Linked DNA regions of Mus musculus: all the other regions are linked to region 1. The links are chromatin contacts, called in public ChIA-PET and promoter capture Hi-C maps. All regions are on one chromosome and are shown on one strand. Each heading gives the region's core, a stretch centred on a gene start, on an enhancer-like site or on the middle of the called end of the contact. The rest is flanking DNA. Distances are from core to core; before and after follow the strand shown. Region 1 overlaps Dennd1a (DENN/MADD domain containing 1A). Region 2 has its middle 20 kb from the start of Gm46736. Region 3 has its middle 11 kb from the start of Gm13584.

The links. ChIA-PET counts read pairs in DNA pulled down with a chosen protein or histone mark. Capture Hi-C pulls out chosen DNA fragments and counts their contacts.
Region 2: an RNA polymerase II ChIA-PET map of memory CD8 T cells shows a contact between it and region 1, with 8 read pairs. The contact joins two enhancer-like sites. A contact is called at or near these places in 3 of 115 datasets of contacts at active chromatin or transcription factors (effector CD8 T cells, large pre-B cells and memory CD8 T cells) and 2 of 9 other capture datasets (adipose tissue and pancreatic islet).
Region 3: a promoter capture Hi-C map of liver shows a contact between it and region 1, with 2.2 times the contacts expected there. The contact joins two enhancer-like sites. A contact is called at or near these places in 2 of 39 promoter capture datasets (the C10 cell line and embryonic stem cells), 3 of 15 datasets of contacts at CTCF or cohesin (CD8 T cells, large pre-B cells and pro-B cells), 5 of 484 Hi-C or Micro-C datasets (the C2C12 cell line, the HPC-7 cell line, bone marrow-derived macrophages and 2 more), 6 of 115 datasets of contacts at active chromatin or transcription factors (bone marrow-derived macrophages, embryonic basal ganglia, embryonic forebrain and 3 more) and 4 of 9 other capture datasets (adipose tissue, embryonic stem cells, liver and 1 more).

What each region holds. Positions count from the first base shown.
Region 1 is chr2:38,163,360-38,166,059 of GRCm38.p6, reverse strand. The region is part of intron 2 of Dennd1a (DENN/MADD domain containing 1A); the gene reads left to right. Among named protein-coding and RNA genes, the nearest start is that of Dennd1a, 120 kb to the left of the region's middle. Within about 2 kb of position 1,344, at least 67 of the 459 cell types and tissues checked have an H3K27ac peak or open chromatin away from gene starts, as enhancers often do. A contact at or near this core is called in liver and memory CD8 T cells, where this site is marked.
Region 2 is chr2:38,318,024-38,320,723 of GRCm38.p6, reverse strand. No RefSeq gene overlaps it. Among named protein-coding and RNA genes, the nearest start is that of Gm46736, 20 kb to the left of the region's middle. Within about 2 kb of position 1,418, at least 25 of the 459 cell types and tissues checked have an H3K27ac peak or open chromatin away from gene starts, as enhancers often do. A contact at or near this core is called in memory CD8 T cells, where this site is marked.
Region 3 is chr2:38,378,060-38,380,759 of GRCm38.p6, reverse strand. No RefSeq gene overlaps it. Among named protein-coding and RNA genes, the nearest start is that of Gm13584, 11 kb to the right of the region's middle. Within about 2 kb of position 1,334, at least 39 of the 459 cell types and tissues checked have an H3K27ac peak or open chromatin away from gene starts, as enhancers often do. A contact at or near this core is called in liver, where this site is marked.

The sequences.
Region 1 (2,700 bases), core at 95-2,594:
AATCACAGAGGTGGGTTTTCTGTTCTTCATTGAGAAGCACTGTTTGTCTTTTTTTCTTTTCTTTTCTCTTCTCTTTCTCTTTTTCTTTTTCTTTCTCTCTCTCTCTTTTTTTAATATATGTCAGTGGCCAAGTATGTTGTGTCTATGTAATTAGACTGACTGCTGTGAAATAGTATGTAATTGAATTTGAAATTTTAGTGCTGAGAGGAAATGCTTCCTAGAAATGAGTCATGGTTGAAATCAGCTCAGTGTTTTTATGTCTTTCAGTTTTCATGTTTTAGAGCAAAAAGTGAATACATACAGTAGGTGATAAAAATTTTTTAGGGGACAATTCCATTGGGATATAGAAACCAATAAATGTTCATTTGAAGAAATTAGAGATACTGTACTTCTCATTAGTGGGCTATTTATTTATTTATTTCTTCTGAGTTTTTAGGATCAAATTTCCATTTTAGGACTAGTAATTTTTAAATTAAAACATAAAAATATGACAAACTCTTCCTGTTTCATTGTCAAGAAAAGGAACACTGATTTTTTTTATTGAATATTTTCTTTATTCACATTTCAAATGGGAAAACTGATTTTTAAACTATGTAAAGTATTTAAAATATTCCTTTTAAAATTTGACTTTATAAATAGGTAAGATTTAACTATGATAGAAGTGAGTGCATTCCTAGAATAATTATGTTCACTTAAAATGCTAAACCAACAATTTGAGTATTTTATGGTTATAAAGTAAACATAGTAAGTTTTTGTAGCTTTAATAGGTTTAATGAGAATATCCATCTTTGAAGCTTTCTATTTGTGTCAGTCTAGTTTATAATCACACTGTCAGGAAACTTTTAGCTTCCCATTATAGAAGGAATTCTTGAACATAAAATTTACCTCTAAATTGTTTAGAGAAAGGTTGAACTGATCCTCAAAAGCTCTTACAATTTTTTGGACTATTTTCTTAGCCTACAGTTTTGGTGTATAAAATTGGAAAATACCATTAGATAAAGAACAGTGGAGTGTATGATTACTCTGTTTGCAGCAGATTCCCATCTTCTCATCTGGAAAATTAAATCTGATTACAGCTTGGATTAGCATTTATGGTTGTAGGAGAGAAAGATAGTATCTTAAACTCCATGAAATCGAGCAATGAGATTATATGGCTGATAGTTTATGTTTAAACCCTGACTTTTAAAGGGCAGGCCTTTCTAATTATAGGAATCAAAGGTGTTGAGTAGTTTGTCTTTTCTTGCCTAAGACATCCTAGAGACAAAGATTGGATAGCTCAGTAGGCATTAGATCTAAATTTTCCTGCCTTGACCCCTGGTATGTTAAAAGTGAAAGCAGTGCAAGCTCCGCCCGAGTGAACTGCCACGAGAGCAGCTTCTTTCAGAGGCCTCCAGAGAGCCCCAGTTATGGAAGTTGGTGACAGTTAGTTAGTATACAGTTTTTATACACTTCATACAAATTGTGATGGCATATTTTTCAATAATTGATTTGAAAGTATGCCATGCCTTCTTCAAATGTAGTCAGCCATGGGTGAGGGACAGAGAACCAGAAATAATTTGTGTGGGTGTGTGTTTACGTACTAGTTACCAATGTGCAAATGAGACCTCATATATAACCACAGCATTTTTATGATTTATTTTGTATTTTTGTTGTAAAAACTCTGTCTACCAGGTTTTCTAGGAACTTTAAGCCTAAGGCAAATGCAAGGGTTTGGGAGCTGTATAAAATAATTTATAGCACCTTTCCATTGAGTCTTGCCCAAACTCTTATTCTATTAATTAAACATCCTGTGGCAATCTGGTATATCTTATTAAATATTTAAAAGTATGTACAGTTGGAGACTAGAAAACATAGGTTGAGACTGAAGAAGGCCAGTCTTTTCTTTCTGGAGCTCTCTGTTTTCAGCACAGCCATGTTCTCTGCTGGAACGAATTTGTATTGCTGAGAGTCCTACACTATGACAGTGTTGTCTTGTGGCCTTTACAAAAATGGTATTATTGTGGAGACAGACCTGTAGTGCCCATACTGCTTCGAGAAGGCAGTGTCCTTCACACTGTTGTGACAGGGAACCTTGTCAGGAGCCTCTTATAGACCTTTTTGGTTAAAAGATGTGTGGGCTCTTATCAGATGGTCTATATTGTTGACAAGGTATTTTAAATACAGAAGTAAAATAAATTAATTGAAAAGTGTTTTCCTGCTGGGTATGGTGGTGTATGCCTAAAGCACTCAGGAGGCAGAGGCAGGAGGGTCTCTATGATTTTGAGGTCAGCCTGGGCTACATTGTGAGTTCTAAGACAGCCTGGAACCCTGTCTCAGAACAACAATAAAAAAAGAAAAGTGTTTACTTGGGAGATAATATAATTGATTTTTAAATTTGAATCAGAAGAAAGTTGTCAAGACAGGAGGTTAAAGAAAAGTGTATGTTGTTTTGTTCTTAATTTTCTGTCTGACAGACATTACTCAGGGAATAGGATGACGTGTACTTCTTACTGTTCATATGGCCACCTGCATCAGCACATTGTTGGTTTGTGCTCTTCTGTGGCGATACTCTGACCTGAAGATTTTCTCATTAAGAGTTAGCTAGTTTGTGAAACTGCATTTGGTGCTGTGTTTCTGAGTGAAAAGGTATTTTGGAACATTAGAAATTATAGTGCTAGATGGTGGATTTAAAAAATGTATATGTAAATATCAGACTGATGC
Region 2 (2,700 bases), core at 169-2,668, 150 kb before region 1:
GGGAACATGTTTTCTCTGGGAAGAGTCAATATTCTTGTTCTCTATGATGTGTGTACTTTACTGCCTGCATGTTGTACTACAAACAAAAGTTTAGTTAGAGCCAGACCTTGTGGTACAGGCCTCATTGAGAAACAAAGGCAGGAGAATCGAAAGTTCAAGACTTGCCTTGGCTATAGACAAGGACATGAATTTGGATGTCCAGCACCACATAACTGTAGGGCCTGGTGGCAGGGGCTTGTAATCTCAGTGCTGGGGAACTTGTTTTGATGGCTAGTCAGTTCAGGTTCAGTGAGGAGCCTCATCTTAGGAAGTAGGGTGGAGAGCAAAAGAGAAAGACACGGGACAGAGATACTCTGGCCTCCACACATGCACAGTAAGTGTGCGCTCCTCTGCCACACTCACATGTACACATGCATATTAAACAGCAGTAGGAATAATAATTAATAATAACACTAAGGGCTGGGGATGTAGCTCAGCACAGAACAATACTGCCTGGGGTGCATGAGGCCCCAGGTTCACCTCTTCCTCCCATATTTAAAACCAAACATCTAGGCAAAAAGGAAAGAAAACACCAATTTAAAAAAGAGGACTTGAATAAACATGTCTTCCCAAAAGATCTACAAAACACAGAAAAATAACAAATTTTCTGGTGAAACTATGGAGAAATTGGTGGAGTAGTGGTATATTTTGAGCTTGGGTTCATCCTGGGCTACATAGTGAGACCTTTGTCTCAGAAAATAAAACAGAATATGGTATTTAGTCCTTTCTATGTTTTATAAACTCAATGTTTCGAATTTTAAGAAACATCCTGTCCTAAGTATGGTACACATAAGAACTCACACGGGGGTGTTAATTCTTTCTAATTGGGAGGGGCAGAAGAAAAGGAAGGTGAGGCTGGCCACAGTTCAGCTTGACTCTCCAACCAGGGTGTGGATTAGCTTCAGGGACAAGGCAGGGCAGAACATTCCAGTTGGCTCAAGCAGGACTAAAAAGAGATAGAGATTAGAGAGACGGAAGTGCTCAGTAGAGCAGTGGGGAGGGACCATAGCACCCAAGACTGGGAATTGGGCAAACACCAAATCCCCTGTGGCCCTGCACACATGAGTTCCATCTGTCTTGCAGGCAATGTGGAGCCCTGGGTTCTAGCAGGGGAAGGATTGGGTCAGATGACCACTCTAGGGAGGCTCAGGTGAGTGAGATGCCACCCTTCCAAGCCATGTTGCTGAAATCGGAGCGATTCTGCCTGCAGCCTCCCCCAATCCACCCAGACCACACATGGAAATGAGATTGCTTTGGCACAGTTTGCCTGGCACCACTCAACTTCTAGAGAAATGTATCTGTAAGAATCGATCATGTTGTGGCAGGAAACCAACGAGGAAGCAGGCAAGTGTGGCTTTGAGGAGTCGGTAAACAAGCTTCTGTGGGCAACCTCCAACCACGATTTCCATTGCTGCCCCATGGCTTCCGGAGTGGGCCCGGCAGCCAGGCCTGGCCGAGGAAGGGCTCGTGGCTCAGCTGCTCTTGGTCCCGACTCCATGAAGGCTGTCACACGCTTTCGGCACCCATGTGCAGCCCAAACACACTGTTCACTTCTCAAGTTGGTTTCAGACTTTGCTCTTTTTATTCCTGTTTTTCATTTAGAATTTTTTTTTTGGCTGGTTCAAGTTCGAAAGGCAATTTCAACACTGAGATTGAAGGCAGCAAACAGAGCCTGCAAAAGAGCAGTGGGTGTATGCTTGCTGGTGTTGGTTTTAGGGAGGCACATCCATGCATTTAGTTTATCAGCTAGTCCTTGGTTTATGGGAATTGAATTTTTAGGACGTCTGCTCACTCGGGTCAACTCCTTGCTCGCTCTGGCCCAAAGATTTATTTATTATTATATATAAGTACACTGTAGCTGACTTCAGACACACCAGAAGAGGGCATCAGATCTTATTACGGGTGGTCTTGAGCCACCATGTAGTTGCTGGGATTTGAACTCATGACCTTCGGAACAGCAGTCAGTGCTCTTATCCACTAGAGCCATCTCGCCAGCCCCCTTCACTTCTGTTATACCTTCAATGTGACACAAGATAGGTATTCAATAAGTAAAACCTGGACCAAAATGATTGTCATAAAGATCACCTGAAATGTTGTGTAGAAAAGAGCTTTTGAAATGCTCAGTGTGAGTGTGGAAATATATGCTGTTCTTATTTATTGTTATTTAAATAAAGTTAATGTATAATACCAATAAAGTCAACCATATTTAAATAGTGATAACACCAGGGCTTGGATTTTGTCTGTATCTCCAGGTTTCTCCTCCTTCCAGGGCCTGCTTTGCCATCAGGAAATACTTTCTGAAGATTAATCGAGAAGGTCTGGTTTGGGGTTGGGGAATATGGGACCTGCCTGCCAGGCTGAGGTGGGGCAGTTTAATTGTCCCTTTTGTGTCAAGTGTCCAAGGGTCATTCACCATCCAAAAGTCTCCCCTGGGCTACCTTGGCCTATAAAACCTAGGTAATGCTGTGTACCCAGCTCACTTAGGTGTTGTGAAGATTAATTATGGCTTGTAAAGGGCTTTGAAGATGAAAAGTCCTTGTTATGAAAATAAATGGCTTCAGACACAAGCTTTCTTCAAGCCTTTAGTGCCTTCTATCCAAGGACCCTGGGTGAGTTCAGAGGTGAGGGTAGCCTCACCCCCACCCTCACAAGAAGCAAAAC
Region 3 (2,700 bases), core at 85-2,584, 210 kb before region 1:
GCATACCCTTTAACCCACAATTTTCATCTCTAGGAATCCACCATGCAAATATCCCCATACATACACAGTTCGCTGTCCTAATGCAGATCATTTGCCACAGTTCTGCTTATGCTAACAGTCTGGAAGCAGCCTGGTTCCTCACCCACAGGGAGCTAGTGAAGGGCGCATATTCAACTGTCTATTCAGTGGAATAATATACACTGGTTTAAAGGAACAGAGGAGTTTTTAATTTCCTATATGGAAAAATCTCTATGGCAAAGCTCAGAGTCGTGCACACTGAACAAAAGCCCTGTGTGAAGGGTGTCTGTGGAAAGATCTTGATAAGGAAACTGATAGGAAAAGCTCTGGGTATCTGCATAGACTATGTGTATAGTAGTCATGGGGGAAGTAGGGGAATATAACTTTAAAAATGCAAAGTGAGTGTACGGGTGTGTGGGGGTGGTGGGGAGATAGGGAAGTTGAGGGGAGGGGGAGGGACAGAGGTGGGGAGGGCTGAGTTGTCTCAGCAGATAAAGGTGCTTGCCATCTTAGCCCCCACCTGATGGGAGGTAGGTACAGACTCTGGAAAGTTGTCCTCTGACCACCATATGCACTCAGATGGGGTCTCTCTCTCTCTCTCTCTCTCTCTCTCTCTCTCTCTCACACACACACACACACACACACACACACACATACACACACACAAATGTAGTTCTAAAAATTAAGAAAAACACAGGGTAAACTGTTTTTCAGCTGAGATGTGTAAGTCTAATTCCAGCTCCCCTGGGTCTTTTGGAGAAATTACTTCAACTTCAACGTCACCATCTGTAAAATGGGAATAATAATATGCCCTTGATTCAAAGATACCTTGGAGAAGGGGTTGGAAAGAGGCAAAAGTTTAAAAACTGGGAACTTTAGGATGGGCATGTTCATGGTCTATAATGACTTTTCTATGATTTTGAAAAGTTTTCTAAACAAAACACGTTTTTTGTTTTCTTTGTGGGTTTCTTTTTTATTGCTGCTCTGGTCTTCACTATCAGATACCAATCTGCTCCCCAACCCCCATGCCCCACTAAGAAGGAGTGCAGAGCAGGTGAGCTGGTGGCTGGCCATCTGGCCGTCTCTCTAGGACATGCTCTTCATTGCGGGCAGGTGAAGAGGTTTTCCTTGCAGGACAGGACAGTGGAATCGCAAGATGAAGGTGGGGTCCCCCAAGTGGGTGTGGGGAAGGGGACCTTGCTCTCCCTCCTGAGTGCTGGTGGCCTGTGTCTGGGCACGCAGGATACCCCTACACTGGCTGAGACCCGATCAGATAGGGCGCCTCCCCCGCGCTGGCAGCCCTGGGAGGCGGCGGGGAGTTTACGTAAGCCGCTTGTTGATGGAAAAACAACGCACTGGCTCGGTGGTAGGCGGTTCCTGGCTTGCTTTGAGGAAGCCCCAGGGGGTACTCAGCAGGCCACAGCACACACACCCCTTCGCCTCTCCGCCCCCCACCCTCCGTCTCTGGGTTCGGCCGGTCGAGGAGTAGGGGCTACATCCAGGCTGCAAGAGCGGCTCTCGGGGTTCATCTAAATCCAGGCCACCCTGCAGGTGTCATCTGATATTTCACCCTGGACCTAGGTGCCCGACCCAGTTATCCTGCTGCAAGCCCAGCCCTGCTTGGGGCAGCGGGGGTGAGAGCTGTGGGAACCCCGAGTGAGCCAAGAGGAAAGTGGGGGGCCGTCATAGTTACACCTGGAGCCTCCTTTCCTGGTTCTAGAAGCCAAGGAGAGCCAGGCCAGGCCCGCAGTTTTGCAGGGGCACTTCTCAGTTCCCTCCTGGCTTTGGCAGAAGGCGTGTGGATGACCAGAGTTCCGGTCCAGCTCAGCTAGCTGCGTAGCCTTGTGGGCTCGGACCCAAAGTTCTTTATCTGGAAAACCAGGTTGATGTTACTTGTACTAAACAAGTTTTCAGAATTACATGAAACATTCTGAGGATTAAAAGAGATGACTACAAAGCCCTTAAATCACACCCAACTGTGTCTAGCACACTAGCACGTGTCACTGTAGATATAGATTGTGTGTGTGTGTAGGGGTGTGTGTCACACCTGCCCCTTCCACTCCAACTCAGACATTTGCTTTTCAGGTGGCTTCTCTCAAATCTCTGCCCTGGCTCGGGTGTCCAGTGTCCTTCATTCACAAGTCTACATTAGTTCCCTCTGCGCCCTATACCTAGAGTACCTAGAAGTGGATGAATTTCCGATACTGTACTCTAGGGGGCACAAGCCAGGAAGGGAGGGAGAGCAACATGTGGGTAATGTTAAATACCCTTCTTAAGGATCTGGACAGAATCAAATAAGTGATTCATGGGGAAACCCTTTCTTGGCTCAGAGAGTTGTACCAACCAGTTAGGAACTGCCCGGTCAATGCTACAAACAGGAACCATTTGAGACCAAACTTTGTATCAGGCTAGAGTCAAGGCTCAGCTTGGGCAGTCCTTTTTAAGAGACTGTTTCAAATAGATCAGTCTGTTACTTCATCATCAAGTGAAGATAACAAGACCTACCATCTAGGTGGCCACAAGGCACCAAGGAGATCCCCAAATAGGAGCTACTGTTAAACTTAATTTCTTTTTTTTTAATTTTAAAGATTTTTAAAATTTGATATATATGGGTGTTTTTGCCCGCTTGTATGTGCACCACATGTGTGCAGTGCCCAGGGGCCCAGGATTAGGCTTTGGATC